Regions from separate parts of the Mus musculus genome. Here regions 1, 2, 4 and 5 are each linked to region 3. Evidence: chromatin contacts called from public HiChIP or PLAC-seq and promoter capture Hi-C data. All regions are on one chromosome and are shown on one strand. Each heading gives the region's core, a stretch centred on a gene start, on an enhancer-like site or on the middle of the called end of the contact. The rest is flanking DNA. Distances are from core to core; before and after follow the strand shown. Region 1 holds the start of Tbrg1 (transforming growth factor beta regulated gene 1). Region 2 holds the start of Nrgn (neurogranin). Region 3 holds the start of Stt3a (STT3, subunit of the oligosaccharyltransferase complex, homolog A (S. cerevisiae)). Region 4 holds the start of Ccdc15 (coiled-coil domain containing 15). Region 5 holds the start of Spa17 (sperm autoantigenic protein 17).

Region 1 (3,439 bases), core at 150-2,649, 890 kb before region 3:
CAGGAGGGTCAGGAGTTCAGGGTCATCTTTCCCTACACAGAGAGTTTGGCACTGTTAAGAACCCAGTCTATCAAAGCCAACAAATAAACAATACCTTCTTTTTTGTCAAATTTGCAAGAAAATTGCCTTAATTGTAAAAGAAAAAGTCTCAAGTGAAAAAAAAAAATAATAATAAACATGTTTGGGACTATTCCACTGAAGTCTACTGGCCAAAAGAGCTTTCAACTAAAGCAGAGGCTGGGACTTTCCTCCTCATAGACACAACACACGAAGAAGATGAATAATACAAAAAGTCAGATAGATGTCAAAGTCTATGAGAACAAAATGCAGCTAAACAGCAAATCAGGCAGTTAAAACTAACGCTTTATTAAGAATAAAGTCAATTTCGATTACTATGAGTGCTTTCAGATTCCAAGCTAGAATTCCAGTATATATTTTCAAAGCAGTGTATTTTATAAGTTGTCACAATTCTGATGGCTTTTAAAACCAACTAAATCCACAGGAGCACCTTAGGTATTTGTGAAGGCAAATGGTACCCTGGAGTTGCATTATTAAGACCCAACCAAGTTCAAAAAAAGCAGCTTGTTACATGGGCAGTCATAGAAGAGTATCTACACGCTTTTTCTCTTGGGTTGCAGTTTGTCAAAACTGCAATGGTTTTTACAGTTTTCAGAGATTAAATACTTGGATCACTTACTGAATTCTAAGTTGTCTTTATCAGTATTAGGTTTTTCTCTAGTAATTCAGTGAGCGCGTTAATTATGTAACATACTTCTTGGCTTCCATGTACAACCGTAAACGTCTAGATTTGGAGAATTTAACAATAATTATCTTTTATATGAGTACACTAGTTTGGAAATCCACCCCATCTCATTTCTTACTTTGAGAGGGAGAAAACAAACAACAAAAACAAAATGTGAAAAAGAGGCTCAGTCAATTGGTTTGACACTACTGAAAGAAAAAAACGATAGGAAGTATGTGTACTTGAAACGCTCCTGGTTTCATTTTAAAACCACTGAAAGCCGACCTTGTGCTACTTAACATTTTATTAAAACAGTTTGCTAACTAGATACCAAGCTTTGGGGCAATCAAGGTCTTGTTTTACTATCCCCGAAGTTCACAGCCTAAGAAACACTTGTGCGATCAGCACATATGGGAAACTGAGTTCCCCGCATTAGTATTTAAGTCTGCTAAAACCCCAGGAAGGCCTGCTGCTCAGAGCAACCTGGGAAAGCAGATGTGGACGTGCATTCCCTGAGGGCACCTGCCTGAGCGTCTGCATCAGGACTTTAAACTCTTCCCTACTTCGCTGGCTATCAGCCGGGTAGGACCGGTTCTTTCCAGCTCCAGCTCCTTGCAACCCTGAGCCACACCCGTCCTCCCAGCCCACCGCTAGGTCCGAACCACCGCAACTTCCAAACCCGGAAGTTACACGTGGCGGTGCTTTTGCGCAACTTCCGGCGGGTCTTCCTTGGGAAATCGACTGGGAAGTGCCGAGGATCGCCATCTGTTTCTGCCTGCGCTCCATCCCCTCCGCGCCCCGGAGCTCCAGAACCCGGTCTGATCATGAGCGTGTTGAGCGGCCTGGCCTCCGAGCCGCGCACCCCGCTGTCCAGCAAGGCCAGGATGAAAAGGCTCCCGAGGAAGAGCCAGAACGAGAAGTACCGGCTGAAGTACCTGCGGCTGCGCAGAGCAGCTAAGGCCACGGTGTTTGTGAGTCTGGGTTTGGGTGGGGACTGTCTTCCCCACCTCAACTCTCTCAGAGAAAGAATATCCGTCCAGTGTTAGTTGCCTCGCTTGGGAATATTAGTTCCATATCCTTGCATAAGTTATTCCTCTAGTCCTGTCAACTCCTCTATAAATGAGGACTGAAGAGTGCTCCGCCAGCAAACTTTAGTCATTACCTTCTTGCTACTTTTCGTTTCGAGCCTAAGGAGTGTCTTTTAAGGCGAGCACACTGAAATGAAGCCCAGAGGGATGACGTGCCCTAACTCCAACTTGGATACCCTGATTCCAGTTTATTATTTACTCTACACAGCCTGTTTCCTAAGTACACCCAACCCTAACGCCATGGCTGCCGCTTTCGTAAACAGGCACCTAAATCTTTCAAAATTGTCCTGGTTGTAGCTCCCTTTGACGAGGCTTCTAGGTGTTTCTGCCTTCCCTCCATCCGAAACTGAAAGTGGAACTCAACATCAGGAAACAGGCTACCTCCTCCTGCTGAGGTGTATAGACACTTCCTGCTTTAATTGTAGGGATTTAGGATTTGATGAGTAAACTTCTTTACCAGCCAAGAAGTATTAGGGTCTAATAAATCTGATAACAGTCTAATAAATAGACTATTCTAGCTTAGCCAGTCACCTCAGTGCTTGCTTGGTAATAGGTATACGGTCCATATACCCTCACATCTGAACCTGCAGTTTAACACTTCTTTCTACAAGGTCTTTGTAGACGTATCGGGAAAAGTTTTGACTTTCAATTTGTTGTTGCTAAAACATTTAACGCTTGTATATGTGTCGAGGGAAATATGAGTAAATCAGGAAGTCAACACCTTATACTCACTGTTCTCTCTTGTCACATGATGTCAGAGCCTGCCTAATGCTTACAAGTCGACATTTAAAGATAGTGTTGGTTTCGTTAAGTATACAAAGATCTTATGAAACCAAAGGGTCTCCGTGTACTTAAACCAACTGATGCCTTGAACACCAATTTGAGGCTCCACCTGTGAAACACCCAAATAGGCATTTCCTTCAAAACTGGTTTCAAGACAGACTGAGCCATCAGTAAAGAATGATGGTACTTGGGTATATGCAAATAGATGATTAATTAAGAATTTTACATGCAAAACTTTTCATCCTTTTCTCTTCTCTCCCCTCCCCTCCTCCCCTCCCCTCCCCTCCCCCTCCCTCCCTCCCTCCCTCTCTCTCTCTCTCTCTCTCTCTCTCTCTCTCTCTCTCTCTCTCTCTCCCTGTAATTGTTCTGTAAGATACAGTGGGTCAGATTGTCTTTGCAAGGTCAAAGCTGTAAGCATAGAGAGTCTTTAGAATTCTGTAGTGGAGAACAAAAAAGAATTTTGTAGGGGGTCTAAATTAAGTCCAAGTCCTATATCCTTTCTCTGCCAAAGGCCACACTAATTGGAGTGGCCACACCCATTGATTTGCCCAAAGAGTGCAAGCCCTGGTGTACCATCTTGTTCTGGCATGAGCATTAAGAATGTCCCTCTTCATCCAAAGGTGTCCATGCAATTACCCTCCCTGTAATAGAACCCAAACACTTGGCCCTGCAGATTTTTTTTTAAAAGAAGTTTCTTTCTTTTTATTCTTATTACTGTGTGTGTGCCGCCGAGCACGCATAGAAGTTATCAGGTAACTGTCATTCATTCCTCTCCTTCCACTGTGGGTTCTGGGGCTCCGATTCGGTGCCTTTCCCCGCTGAGCCA
Region 2 (3,118 bases), core at 540-3,039, 790 kb before region 3:
CCCTGACAGGCTAGGAGGTATCATGTGACACAGTCAGCTATACTACCCTGACAGGCTAGGAGGTTTAGAGACCACAAAAAGGTCAAGCTACATACCCCAGATGTTCCTTTCCATATCTCTGCTTTCCAGCCTCTCTCTAAACCACATCCTGCCCCAGCATGGGCCCAAAGGGCCAAAACCAGTGATAACCGCAACACTGCTTGGTTTGACAGCATCCTTTTTCTTCCAAAGAGCAAGTGTGAGGGTGGCTAACTTTTGTCTTATTTTGAAGCGGTGAATCAAAAGGTTAGGAAGTCTAGTGTGAGGAGTGGGATGGGTGGGTGTGCTAAGTCTGTACCAGGATATAAATACATTCAAAGTGGGTGCTGGGTGTACGTGATTTTATTTGGTGCAGATGGATGGAAGGATAGATAGATGGATAAGTAGACAGATAGATCACAGGTCATGGAGAGATACAAAATAGATACTTGGTCGGTGATGATGGAAGACACTTAGAACTAGTCAAAATACTGAGAATTAGAGGCTATTGGATGCCAAGTCATAGAGAGGACACATATATACCAATACTTCCAAGGCTCAGGAAACATCATGGAAGAAGGGGTAGGAAGAATTTAAGAACCAGAAGAAGGGGGGTGAGGTATGGAATGATGATTTCCAGTCATGACTTGGCTATTGAGTTAACAACAGCTGGATCACCTGCACAAGATCTCCACAAGAGTGGGCCCATTAACACTCTATCATGGAAAGAGGAGGGGCTTATGAGGTACCACCCCACCCTGAAGATTTATACACAATTAATAGTTGGTGAGGTAGGGAGAGACATTTACTTTAGGGGTGCAGTCACTAGTACAGTGCCTACAATGCTGTAAAGAAGCCCTTGCCCGTGCTCCTATAAACAACACTAACAAAATTCAATGGGTTCCTTCTCGACACCCCCCCATTCCAAAAAAAAAGACATGGCAATAAAAGGGATACTTGTGGAAAGAGTAGGGGTTATCAGGAGTGGGAAGGGGCAAAAGAGGGTAACCAGGTGAACATGGTTTAAAGGGCACAAGTAGGTCACAATGGAATCAATTAATACGTAGAATCAACGTGTGACAATACAGTGTTCTTGCTAAAAATTTTAAAAAGAAAACACTTAGTGCAGACATTGCCAGCAGTGAGAATGCAGGTATTTTTGTCTATGTGCTAACTAACAGGAGGTCTACCGTTTACCTGTGCTTCACAGGGTGTGTGGACACGGCCCTGTGGAGTTGTTTTTGCCTATTGTGTCTGCAGTGTCTGTATGTGGGAAGATACACCACACCACCCCGCCTGGGAGTATGTATGGATGCATGAGGCTTGGAGCGTCTATGTCACTATGTGCCCATCATGTAGGCTGTCTACCATCAGGTTTCTCTGTAACTAGAGTGAGGAGGGCATCTCTGCAGAGAGGGGAAATAGAGGGAGTAATGTTTGGGACTCTAGAACAGGGAGGTGGGTGAGGTTCGTGGTTTTCTATCTATGGGCGGTAGGGCGTGCTGCACCCAGATGTGTATTTGTGCCCTGGATGTTGGAGGCCTTGTGCTTACTCCGACGTACATCTGCCTGGCAGTCTGCGACTTAGAAAGCGGGGGGGGGGGTGAATTTGGGAGATGGGGTGTGTAGGAGGAATGGATGGAAGTGTGTAGGTGGAGAGGTTGGAGCACCAAAGCGAGCGAGGCGGAGAGAGTCGAGAGAAGGAGTGGTCCTCGCTCCAGTTCTCCCCGCCCACCCTGCAGAAAGTGTCTTCTGATTGGCTTCGAGGCCGCAGGGCTCAGGTTACATTCGCAAGAGTTGCGGAGCGCGGGAGACCGGACCCAAGAGGAGAGAGGCTGGTTCTGCAAGGATTCTGCGCTGGTCGGGGAGTGCCCGACAGCCCCTGAGCTGCCACCCAGCATCGTACAAACCCACCCCCGCTCTGCGCCAGGCTCCACCCCAGCCAAGGACCCTCAACACCGGCAATGGACTGCTGCACGGTAAGTCCATACTTGAACTCAGCGTGTTCTGGGGCAAGGGGCACACGAGAACCCCTGGGGGGTGAGTGAGGGATGGAAGTGGGTGCGGAAGACCTAGGAACAATGTGGGAAAGAATGGTGCTGAAATATTGTATTGGATGATGGAAGGCGCCTGCCTGATCTGAGCCAAGCCCTGGGGAAAATGCTCCCCAGCTCGCGGGGGCGTCTGAGCGCCCATGGGCCAGACAATCTAGGTTGTATCTGGATCTGAGCAGAGCTTTCATGCAGGAAAGCTGCTGCTTAGACGAGAGGTGGAACTTCCCCCACGGAGACACAGGAAAGTTGCTGGTGTGCTAGTCCTTTCCCTTGGTATTTTTTGGCCCCCAAACGATTTCCTATCCCACTGCTGCTGTCGCGGACTGTGGCAAGATCTTCACGACCCTCAGATGATCGTCTAAGCCCTTATGTGGCGAAGTCGGGGAGAATCCACCCTGGTCTTGGTGGTGATGGGCAGGAAAGAACCTAGTCAGTGTGGTTCTGGGGTGGAGCTGGTTCAGCCCCCAAAACCTTCTCCTTTGGAAGGTGCTGGGTGAGTGACCGTGAGAGGGCCCTGTGGGCAAGGGGAGGAAGTGTCTATCAGCGCCTACACGGAAACTGGATGCTGCAAGTGCCTAACGCCAAAGCAGATCTTGTTAAGGGCTCTTGTATGAAGGCATCCAGCACTGGTCCTGGCTCCTAGCTGGCTAAAGGAGTTGAGTGACCCATACCTATATAAAACGTGTTTGCTTATTCTTAGCCTCCGATCTAAGGAAAGAGACGACTCCAAATTCCTAGTGTTTTCTTTCTGTCACTCTGGCTAAAGACTCCAGAGGTTACTTAACGACAGCAGGAACCCCACCTTTCTCCCACAATGTGCAAAATAAATAAGTTTGGAAGGGAGGAATAGCCCATATCTTTGAGAGGTGACACTTCCCAATGCCCAGTGTCCAAGACGCAGTGAGAACTTAGGGGCAAGCCATTGCTGACATTTTAACTCTTGTTAAATAAATAACAGCTGCCAGAGTGCCTGATCACCCCAGGTAGGTAGGTCTTTTACAGTTGTACAAATGGGGCTTAGAAATGTGATTTTTTTTCCCCAAGTA
Region 3 (3,313 bases), core at 206-2,705:
CCCTAGTCCTGACCTTAGCATTTTTTTTTTTTTTTTTAAAATAAAACGTCTGAGGTGACCTCCCACCATATAATGCCGTGGTAAAAGTCTTCGTCAGTTTCGGGCACTGTAATCTTTTGTTTCCCAGACTCTAGAACTGTGAGAAATAATTTATCTATGTAAGAAATTAAGCTAGGTTTTGAAGCCACAGGAGTTTGAATGTATGTAAAGTCCTCATGCTTATCTCCTTCAGATTAAGATGCCTGGAATTAGCTCCTCCTGCCTCAGACTCTGGGAGCACTGGCATCACAAGTGTGTGCTTTGCCGTTATTCTTGCTAAAATAAAACTACATGGAACATTTACTATAAAAACAAAAGAGAAGAGGTATTGAGTTAGGTCCTGGTGTAAAAACTGGTCATGAGCATTTTGAGGAAATGCATTATTGTAATAAGTACTGATTTCAATAGTTGGTGCTTCCCTTCATGGGAGAGGAAAAGAGAAGCCAGCGTCACTGGCACCAAATATGAATGGTATCTGGATGGTCTAATCTTACCGTAGCCTTTGGTTTGAGGCTTGTAAGGCATGGAAGTGTTCGAATTAGTACATCTGTTTATATGTATATATCGGAAAAGACTGGAGTTTGGCAGCTGAAACCCCTTCCTGTGCCCGTTCTCAGTACCATCCTCGGAGGGCCCGGGAGGAAAGGTCACCCTCGCAGGGGCCCGGCGATGCTAAGCTGCTCCTGATTGCCCAGGGCTAGCCGCTCCGAGCCTTGAGATAATTTCTGCAGGCTATTGCCGGCTCAGCCCGACTCGGGCGGTGACACCCTAAAAAGGCCTCCCGGGCCCTTCCATAAAGTCAGACCTGAGTGAAACGTTTCGGTGAAATTTGTCAAAGGTCCCTTTATCGAGGTTACTGCAAACACAGAAACAATTCTTGGGCTTATTAGTTGACACATCTTACACAAGGTGGGTTCGTGTGAACCATGGAGGCTGAGAGTTTTCACAACATATCTTCTCTCCTTTAACCGTTTAATAGGTAACGGGCCATTTCTACCTTAAAAAACAAACGGATCTGCAGCCCAACTTTTCCGGACGTGGTACGACTGCCGCTTTCTTTACGTATTTCCGCTTCTGCTCATGTGACCAGGGTACAGCGTCCACTCCTTCCTATCGCCGCTCCTTCCTGGTCCGCAGACCGACACGTCACTGCTCGGCTCTCAACCAAACTGTTCAGAGCACGCTCTTTCCGCGCGTTTCGCTTTCCCGCGCCGGCCTATCACAGTTCGGTGGGACTTCATAGTCACGCCTCTCAACAGGGTGAATGACAGTCACATTGTCCATTCAAAAGGAGGAATCCAGACTCGATCCACGCCCTCGAAATGACAGACAGAACCGTTATCCTGTCGGTCCCCTGAAATATACATCGACGGAGGCTAGCCAATGCGGAGCGGGCAGGGAGGCGGGCCTTGGCTGCTGTCAGGGTTGAGTGCGCCGCTGAACGGATGGCAGGGGGAGCAGAGTGGGTTCCTGAGGAGCATCCGTGAGGTGAGAAACTCTGGGGTAGCGCTAGAGGATTAGCGGCAGGTGCCGCGCGGGCTGTTGGCCGGCCCGAACGAGGTGCTGGACACAAGCCTGTAGAGGTGGGGAGCAGAGCCTGCCTGCGGCCTGGGCGGAGGAGGGGGCGTGGAGTGTGAGATGGGGACGTCCAGGCATTGGGGCACCAGACGATCTGAGGAAGGGTCTTGGCAGAGCAATGCACTCTGGCCATGAGGGCGTGGGGCACAGGATCCTGGGACTAGCTTGGAAGGGCCACGCGGAGTGTGCTGAGATAGTGGGTTCGAAGTCAGTGAGGGTGCACAAGATGACGTGGAAACGTATGTGGGAAAACCACCGAGGCTGCAGCCCTAGAATTTAGAGCTCGGGTGGGTCAAGGCTTGCAGACACAGCTGAGAAGCAGAGAGATGATGAGCAGATAAGAAAAGCGTCCTTTCCCTTTCTGTACCCTATCGGTGTGTGGAGATTGCCAAGAACGGTATGAAAACTCGCAGTGTTTAGCTTTAAAGTCCAGGTTTTAGCACTCTCGCTGCCTTTGCTTACTCTTCAGGTGTGTGGATCATATTAGCTCAGTGGTGTTTAGTTTCCATGTCACTTATCTCCTGAGAACAACTACAAACCCAAGAGATGGGACTGAGTTGTTCACTTCCCAGAATTAGTGCGTGATAAGCCTTCCCTTTGGAATTATAATTAATCACACCAGCCCAAACTGCTCTTTTGGTATAGTTAATTAAAGGAAAGATGTTAGACTTCGCAGTGTGAGTCTTCGTGTTTTCCATTTTGTCCAGTGTTTTCCTTTTGCAACCCCCTGGTCCCTGGAAAGAAGGGAACAAGATAATGCAGTTTCCCCTTTCCCAGCATAGTTTTGAACAGTGCTACGTTTTCTCAGTTGCCACACTCTTTGTTTCTTAGTCCTTAACATACCAATTGTCTATAATTGATCACCATTCTGAACTGTCTGCAGATTGCTTCCCTTACCACCATTCCAAAATTTATTCTGGTCTAGAAGAAACAAAATTATTATTATTATTATTGTAATTTTGCTCTAGATTTTCATCTGGTGCTCCAAGTTCTCTCTGGGTCATGAAATGAGTTACAGGGAAATAGACCTGAGCAGTAGTTACAGTTTGAACTTTGAAAATGAATATGTAGTGGGTGGCCTGAGTATATTTCTCTCTTGAGTGCATGGATTGAACTTGCATTAGTGACCACCTGCTCTTTAGTTGGCCAGAGAGCATGCACACTGGGATTTGGAACAGAAAAAAGCTTGTAGCCAATCAATTGAGGCTTAGATTTATAGCTGGAAATTATGTCTAGTCAGTCATGATTTCTAGATTTCTCCTTTCACTTCAGTAAGTAATGTTCATTTCCACTTTCCCTCCCTTCCCACTTACCTTCCTGCCCAAATTACCTCCCCCTCTTTCCCCACCTTCAGCCCCACTTAACTTTCTCTGTGGCAGGGTCTCACATTAACCCAAACTGACTCAGAACTTAACTGGGTCCATGCTGAACTCAACAGTACAGTGATCCTCTTCCTCAGTATCACCAAGTGTTGGGAATCTAGACATGGGCTAGTGTACCTGGCTTGTACGCTCTCCTCTCATGCCCACTTATGTTTCCGTGATTATTTTCTTTTTCCCTTTTAACAAGTACCTTTGTTTGGTTTTCCCTCTTTCTATTTTCACGTCCTTTTCTACTTTCCTTTCTCCTCCACTTCTGTTTCTTTCTGATCCTTGTGTCTTACTTTTGCTAGTTGTACTTGGTTGCTGTGCAACTA
Region 4 (3,442 bases), core at 842-3,341, 580 kb before region 3:
TCCAAACATGAGGATAAAGTTTAAACAGAAGGCATAATTAAAGAATCCTGGCTAAGGTATGGTTACTGACCCATAATTGTTTCAGCTCCTATCTCCTGCAAGGTGGTCTGATAAGTTATTGGCATTCTGGGACATCTATTTCTGATTTCCAGGAAATAAGTTTCCTATATGGCTAGCACCAGACTTCAGCCTTTTCTTTCTCAAATCATGAGATTTTTTTTTGGGGGGGAGGGAGGTCATAGTGGGGCAATTGTTGTAGCCTCTTAACTAGCCTTTCCCCACTTATTTTTATTTGTCTAATTCTCAAGACAGCATATGGAATTTTTTTTAAAGAAAAAAATTGGTACTCATTAGCTCAGAGTTCTCTGATGGTGCTCCATCTCAACACATTATAGTACTCAACATGCTCTATGTTGAGTACTTGGCATGCTCATCTCCATTCTACCCCTTTCATCCTCTTCTAGTCAGCCTCCTTCACTTCTCCCAGTCAGTCAGTGCTCCCACATTAATGCTCATTCTCTACCCAGAAGACAGTGTGTGTGTGTGTGTTGTATGTGGGGGGTATATAGGTGCCTAGGGAGGCAAAAAGAGGACACTGGATCCACGGAGCTGGAGTTATAGGAGAGTGTGAGCACGTGAGTGCTGGCATATGAACTTTAGTCCTCTGGAAGAGCAGGAAGCAGTCTTAATTAACCATCTCTCCAGCTCCTACCTGGAATCATCCTATACCTGGGTATGATGTTTTGTGACTGTTATTCCAGCCCTTGGGAAGCTGAGGCAGGAGGAACCTGAACTACCTAGGAGATCCCATTAAAAGCTGTGAAACAATCAACTATATACCTAAAACCCTCCCTTGAAGAGTATAAAGGCTTGTTCTATGATCATATATAGTTTCTGTTTAAAAGTAGACTAGTTAAAAAAAGTTGGCAGGGTATATAGTTCTTGACCAGCATGTATGAAGCCCTGGGCTTAACTTCCAGTACTGAGTAAAATGAAATACAAACAAAACTCAAAGATCAACTTCAATTGCCCTAGTGATGTCTTCTCTGGAAATGTCCTATCAATGTCAGTGTAAATTCTCCAATGGATTTTAAATTCTCCAAACAAGGGATCTTTGTTCACTGGGAGTATCTGGAGTAACCAGAAAACATACTGATATATAAAATGCTTGCAATAAGGTATGTTGAAGTAAAGCAGGGTGACACGTGCCTGTAACGGCAGCCATTGGGAAGGCTAAGGCAGGAGGATTGCAAGTTCGAGGCCTGGGCTACACAGTGAGTTCAAGTCCAGCATGGGCAACTTAGTGAGACCCTAACTTAAAAGCAAAATTATTAAGGCAGCTAGGGTTTCCACTGCTGCACTTGCCTAGAATGCCAGAGGCCCTTGGTTCAACCCCCAGCACGAATATACACCTTGAGTAAAATGAGTGTATGTCTTTTGGGTTTAATGAAATATCCCAAGCATTGTTTGGAGTGAGTTGTGATGGTCACACACAAGAACATGTCAAAGGTAATCACGAAATAGCGTTGTAAACCTTAGGGGCTGCATAAAAGCGCAGTCTGGTTGATTGTTGGCTTGGTTTGCTTCTCAAGGATCCACTGGCAACATGTTCTTGCCCAGTGGTTCTCAACCTTCCTAATACTGCGACTCTTTAATACAGTTCCTTATGTTGTGGTGACCTACAACCATAAAATTTGGGTGCGACTTCATAACTGTAATTTTGCTCCTGCTATGAACTGTAATGTAAAATATCTCATTGCAGGATATCTGATATGCGACCCCCAGAGGTAGCGACCCTTAGGTTGAGAACTGCTCTGTCTATTCCCGAGATTTCCTCAGCGGTGAACGCTTACTCGCCTGTTCATCATGTCAGACCTCTCACTTCGAGATTTGAGAAGACTACAGCGCCAGTATCCAAAGAGAGGCCGAGTCTAAGCTCGCTGCCGGATTCAACAACCCGCTCTAGTCCTCCCCAACCAAAGGGCAGGAAGCGGAAGTGACGTAATCCCCGCGCTCGGATTCCCGCCTCCCCAGCCCAAGACGGGTGACAAATGCGGAAGAGGCAGGGCAGGCGTGGGCCCCGGGGTGGCAGTTTGCTGTTTGTCCTTTGCGTAGCAGCCCGCGGAGTTTGAGTCTGTGTGTGAGACGGACCGGATCGCGGCAGGCTCCAGGCTTCACAGGTCTCCTATCCAACTGTTGGAGCCTCACAGGACCCCGCTTTCCTGGCCGGGCTTCAGACGCCCCCCACCTCCTGTGCCCAGGCTTCTTAAGACCCCCGGCTCCTGCCCGGGCCTTAGACTCCCCTCCAGCCCCATGCCGTGGGCCGGCGCTTTTCCACCCGCGGTCATCTCAGACTCAAGCCCTGCCCTTAGCGCCCGCCTATGCTCACCTCTGGGCAGGCTTTCATCTCCCAAGTAAATCCTTGTTTTTTCGTCCTCTCATCTCCGTTCCTTCTAGAAAGTAATTTTTACGCCTTTCCCCCTTGTCTTAAGCCTTGTCCCTCTTTCTCTTTTCTTCTAACCAGAAGTCAATGCCAGGAGGTATGGCGCCCCTCAAGAAGCCTCGGAATCCCACAAAATTGCCCCTGGCTTTAAATCCCACGAAGAGCAAGGACGTTTTGGCAGTGCTGGCTGAGAGGAACCAGGCCATAATACCAGTTGGGGCTTGGGTGGAACCTGCCTCACCAAATTGGTCGGGAATTCCAGCACATGTGAGTGTCAGTTGACCCGGTTACTGTGATCGCTGCCAGCCCTTTTTATTAGCCTTCTCTAAATTTTTGGTACTTAAAGAAAGATGAACTGCTGGAGGATGCTGTTTCCATTCTGATACAGGTTATATTCTTGCGTCAAAATTATACAACAATGATGTGTTTTCCAAAACTTGCTTCATCTTTGGTTGACACAATCAAATATTAACTTAGTTCTTACTACATACCAGCAAGTAGGCTAGTTTACTTCACAAACATGGTTGTTTGCTGTGAATGGCATAGGTACTGTGTACAATTTCCCGACACTGTAACATAAGAAGAATGACAGTTGGTCACTCTTCAAATGTTAAGTAGTTGCTCAGAGTTTATAAGTTTTTAAATGCAGATCCAGGCAAAATGAAAATAAGAAAATAAAAGAAAGAGGTTAATCCTGATAGACTCTGAGGAAGTTGTAAATTCCACGGGGCCAAGGAACTTCTTGTTTATTTTTGTTTTTGGGGTAAACTAGGTCCTTAGGATGTAGTTGTTGAACGAATGAGGAACTATGGTCATTGTCTGTGAAGGAATAGAAATGCTGTACACTCAGGGTAGAAGCATTTCAGATGAAGAAATGCCCTTTCAAAAGTTTACACATGTAAATATTTGATTTAATTTAATTTAATTTTTGATTTAATTTAATTTAATTTAATTTAATGTAAATATTTGATTTATTTACACATGTAAATATTTGATATT
Region 5 (2,955 bases), core at 345-2,844, 850 kb before region 3:
CAAAGAGAAGACTTGAGTTGGAAGAACAGAGTGAAGAAAATATTCCTTACATGGGCAACAATGTTGCAGTCCATAGGATGGGGAATGCCTTCCCAAGCCCTTCTGTGTTTGCCAACATTCAGTTATAGAAGCTCTTTGTGAATGGATTTATGGTGAGAAAAAAAAAATTTAGAGGTGGAAATTATCTTTATAATAAACGTGTTAATTGTGTTACTACCGATGAAGAGATATAACCTAACCACATTACCCATCAAGGGACTAGAGCACAAATAGATTAAGCAATTTTAAAGAATAATTAGAACAGCTATGAATTCAATGAATATCTCTTTAATGATACCTAGTACTTTACACATTGAGACTGCAACCCTGGAAGGAAAAATAATTCCAATAGTAGATAAAAATTCTTGCTGCCAAGGATCTTACAATCTACTAGGAGCTTACTCGTGTAGCAGAGTTCTTAAGAAAGAAGACAGTAATGTCCTTGACAGGCCTCAGAAGGTAGTTTATGACAGAATGAGAATCAACGTCATCTAATTCCAAAGGAATTGCAATTTCATTTTTGCTGTGAGGATAATGGTAATGGGACCACAAATTCCTAGCACTCCAGCCAAGAGCTTTATCACTGAGCTATATTCTCATCCCCCCCCCCAAATTTCATTTATTGACAGTCTATGGATGAGGTCCACTCTTTCAGTGATACAAAGAAAAGAAGGGTGGGTGGCTCCAGCAGTAACCTTTTACTTTAAGTGAATAGATTCCTATCTTTTGATATCTCCATGCAGAGGGCAATGTCCAGCTCAGGTTAGTCAGATGACAAGCTCTGACCTGCACAATGGCCAGTGTGAAATAGCTCCCTCTCCAGTGTGATGAGTCTTACCCCTCCACTAGTATCTCTTAGGCTGTATCAAAATTCAGAGCTGAACCTTAAATTATTCTGAGCTAGTGAGGGGGTTGTATTTCTTAGCCCTAATAACCACTTAGAAACTAGTAAAATTTAATTCCCTCAAGGCACCCATCCCGACAGAAGCCCTCCCCAAGGGCACTACTGAGGGGGCAGGTGTTGAAGTATTTTGGATGACTCAGACACCTGTTTCCAAATATTATCTAACTAAGCTTCGCCCCCTTCTCTTTGAGCTCTCCTCAAGGCTTCGGTCTGGGGACTCTGGAGCCTATTCCAATGGGTAAACCGAAGTCTCTCCCTGCCTCCTATGCTGCAAATGAGGTACCCTGCATGAAAAAGGCAGTAGATGGGCCCAACAGTACCTTGAGCCAGAACTAGGTGCGAAAAGTCCAGTTCTGACTCAAACCAGACCTTTAAAGGGGACGCATGCCATGATCCTGCAGAAGATCTGAAAGGCAAGGGTCCGGCACAGCTGTGACACCTCACCTGCACTTCTGCTGACTCGCGCGATTATGAGCAGCACTATCCCAAACACAGGCCCCGGGGAAACCATGTTTGTGAAGATCCTGATTAACCCGCCGAATTCAGGAAGAGCCCCTATGCGGGGGCGGGGACAGGGCAGAGGCGTGGTCTTGCGTAGTGGGCGGGGCCTGGGAGGGTCTACCTATCGGGCCCCACCCTCAAGCCTTCAGTACGCGAAACCATCAGCGGCGCGGCGCGGCGCGGCGCAGGGCGCTCCCCTCCCGGCCTCCGTAGTTAAAAAAAAAAGAAAAAAGAAAAAAGAAAAAAAAAAACGGTTACCCAGCAACGAGATAAAACACTGGAACCATCCGCACCAGCTTGAAGAGAAAGAAGAGGTGAGGCAGTTTCCCCCACTCCCTCTCCAATGTGGAGGCTTCGCCATTTTCCTTCGTGCCGTAGTCTCTCCGCATCTCCAATACTCCCGCAACTCCTGGACCAGACAGAGAGCCTGGCAAGCCCTTTCTCGGAGAATCTGGAACGCTAGGTCTTTGGCGTCCCGCCCACGGTTTGACCTGCTTCCCCTCGACAGCCTGTCCTCCCCCGCCCGGTTCAGGGCTTTACACAGCTCTCAAGATTCGATATCTAATCTGCTGTTTGTGGCCAAAAGAGAGAAAGGGAAGAGACTCCACAGGTTAGGCCTTGTTAAACCTCTAGTCCTCCAGCCTCGACCCCAACCAGCGCCGCCTTTGTGCTTCTTGGGGGAGGCAGAGGGAGCACACGCCCAGACCCGAAGCTCTCTTTTCTCAATAATCAAATCCTATGTCAGCCACCTTTAAGCCAGTCCTCGAATAATAAGATAAAAGAAGGCCTGAGAAAACCAGAAAATAAGATTCCCCAAACATCAAAAGCTGACTCCCAAATACACGACCTCCCCTTTCACAATCCCTCATCAGAAAGCAGAGGCACTTGAGAACATGCTTCAAAAGTTGGGGCTGAAAAACAAGTGAAACTATTCAACAAATTATAATAATTTCTAGAACGACTAGATTTTTGTTTGCTTGCTTGCTATTTGTTTGATTTTTGGGTTTTTGAGGCAGGGTTTCTCTGTTTAGCCCCTGGCTGTCCGGAAACTCACCCTGTAGACAAGGCTGACCTTGAACTCACAAAGACCCACCTACCCTTGCCTCCCAAGTACTGCACTTGAAATAGTTTCTTCTCAGCAATGTAAAGGGGATTGTTTATACCAGCTTCTCAGCAATCATTGTCTCTTCAATACTGTGGGCTTGCAACATCTACCCTCACCTCTTAAGGACAGAAAAACAAAGTACTTAATCTAGTGAAAACTGTGGTTCTCTAACTTTGAAAATATGTATTTGTCTAATTTAATGGATCTGGATTTATGATACTATAATTCACAAAGCATAGTGTTTATCCACCAGGCTGGCTCTAATCGCCGCACTTGGGAGACAGAGGCAGGTAGATCTCTGAGTTAGAGGGCAGCCTGGTCTACATAGTTACAGAACAGCCAGAGCTATGTTGAGAGACTCTGTCTCAGAAAACAAACAAAATAGTTCAGTGGTAGAATTCAAAAC

Evidence for each region. Promoter capture Hi-C pulls out the DNA fragments that hold promoters and counts their contacts. HiChIP or PLAC-seq counts read pairs in DNA pulled down with a chosen protein or histone mark. Capture Hi-C pulls out chosen DNA fragments and counts their contacts.
Region 1: a promoter capture Hi-C map of liver shows a contact between it and region 3, with 4 times the contacts expected there. The contact joins the promoter of Tbrg1 here to the promoter of Stt3a in region 3. A contact is called at or near these places in 6 of 39 promoter capture datasets (the 3T3-L1 cell line, 3T3-L1-derived adipocytes, the HPC-7 cell line and 3 more), 3 of 484 Hi-C or Micro-C datasets (CD8 T cells, memory CD8 T cells and muscle stem cells), 9 of 115 datasets of contacts at active chromatin or transcription factors (astrocytes, bone marrow-derived macrophages, effector CD8 T cells and 6 more) and 3 of 9 other capture datasets (adipose tissue, liver and pancreatic islet).
Region 2: a promoter capture Hi-C map of pre-B cells shows a contact between it and region 3. The contact joins the promoter of Nrgn here to the promoter of Stt3a in region 3. A contact is called at or near these places in 5 of 39 promoter capture datasets (the 3T3-L1 cell line, cranial neural crest, liver and 2 more).
Region 4: a contact with region 3 is called in a promoter capture Hi-C map of pre-B cells. The contact joins the promoter of Ccdc15 here to the promoter of Stt3a in region 3. A contact is called at or near these places in 16 of 39 promoter capture datasets (the 3T3-L1 cell line, 3T3-L1-derived adipocytes, the HPC-7 cell line and 11 more), 12 of 484 Hi-C or Micro-C datasets (CD4 T cells, CD8 T cells, Th1 cells and 7 more), 10 of 115 datasets of contacts at active chromatin or transcription factors (the 230-238 cell line, the SCID.adh cell line, astrocytes and 6 more) and 3 of 9 other capture datasets (adipose tissue, liver and macrophages).
Region 5: a contact with region 3 is called in an H3K27ac HiChIP or PLAC-seq map of thymic regulatory T cells, with 10 times the contacts expected there. The contact joins the promoter of Spa17 here to the promoter of Stt3a in region 3. A contact is called at or near these places in 4 of 39 promoter capture datasets (the 3T3-L1 cell line, frontonasal cranial neural crest, liver and 1 more), 3 of 484 Hi-C or Micro-C datasets (B cells, CD4 T cells and muscle stem cells), 5 of 115 datasets of contacts at active chromatin or transcription factors (astrocytes, bone marrow-derived macrophages, double positive thymocytes and 2 more) and 3 of 9 other capture datasets (adipose tissue, liver and macrophages).

What each region holds. Positions count from the first base shown.
Region 1 is chr9:37,655,272-37,658,710 of GRCm38.p6, reverse strand. Tbrg1 (transforming growth factor beta regulated gene 1) reads left to right here and starts at 1,399. Exons shown (of 9, transcript NM_025289.3): 1 at 1,399-1,713. The coding sequence starts at 1,567.
Region 2 is chr9:37,551,416-37,554,533 of GRCm38.p6, reverse strand. Nrgn (neurogranin) reads left to right here and starts at 1,789. Exons shown (of 4, transcript NM_022029.2): 1 at 1,789-1,997. The coding sequence starts at 1,983.
Region 3 is chr9:36,765,764-36,769,076 of GRCm38.p6, reverse strand. It overlaps Stt3a (STT3, subunit of the oligosaccharyltransferase complex, homolog A (S. cerevisiae)), which reads left to right and starts at 1,455. Exons shown (of 18, transcript NM_008408.5): 1 at 1,455-1,527. It overlaps Gm26787 (predicted gene, 26787), which reads right to left and starts at 1,190. Exons shown (of 4, transcript NR_166654.1): 1 at 1,037-1,190.
Region 4 is chr9:37,347,006-37,350,447 of GRCm38.p6, reverse strand. Ccdc15 (coiled-coil domain containing 15) reads left to right here and starts at 2,091. Exons shown (of 16, transcript NM_001081429.2): 1 at 2,091-2,414; 2 at 2,525-2,710. The coding sequence starts at 2,531.
Region 5 is chr9:37,612,359-37,615,313 of GRCm38.p6, reverse strand. It overlaps Spa17 (sperm autoantigenic protein 17), which reads left to right and starts at 1,594. Exons shown (of 5, transcript NM_011449.2): 1 at 1,594-1,758. It overlaps Siae (sialic acid acetylesterase), which reads right to left and starts at 1,493. Exons shown (of 10, transcript NM_011734.4): 1 at 1,388-1,493. The coding sequence starts at 1,454.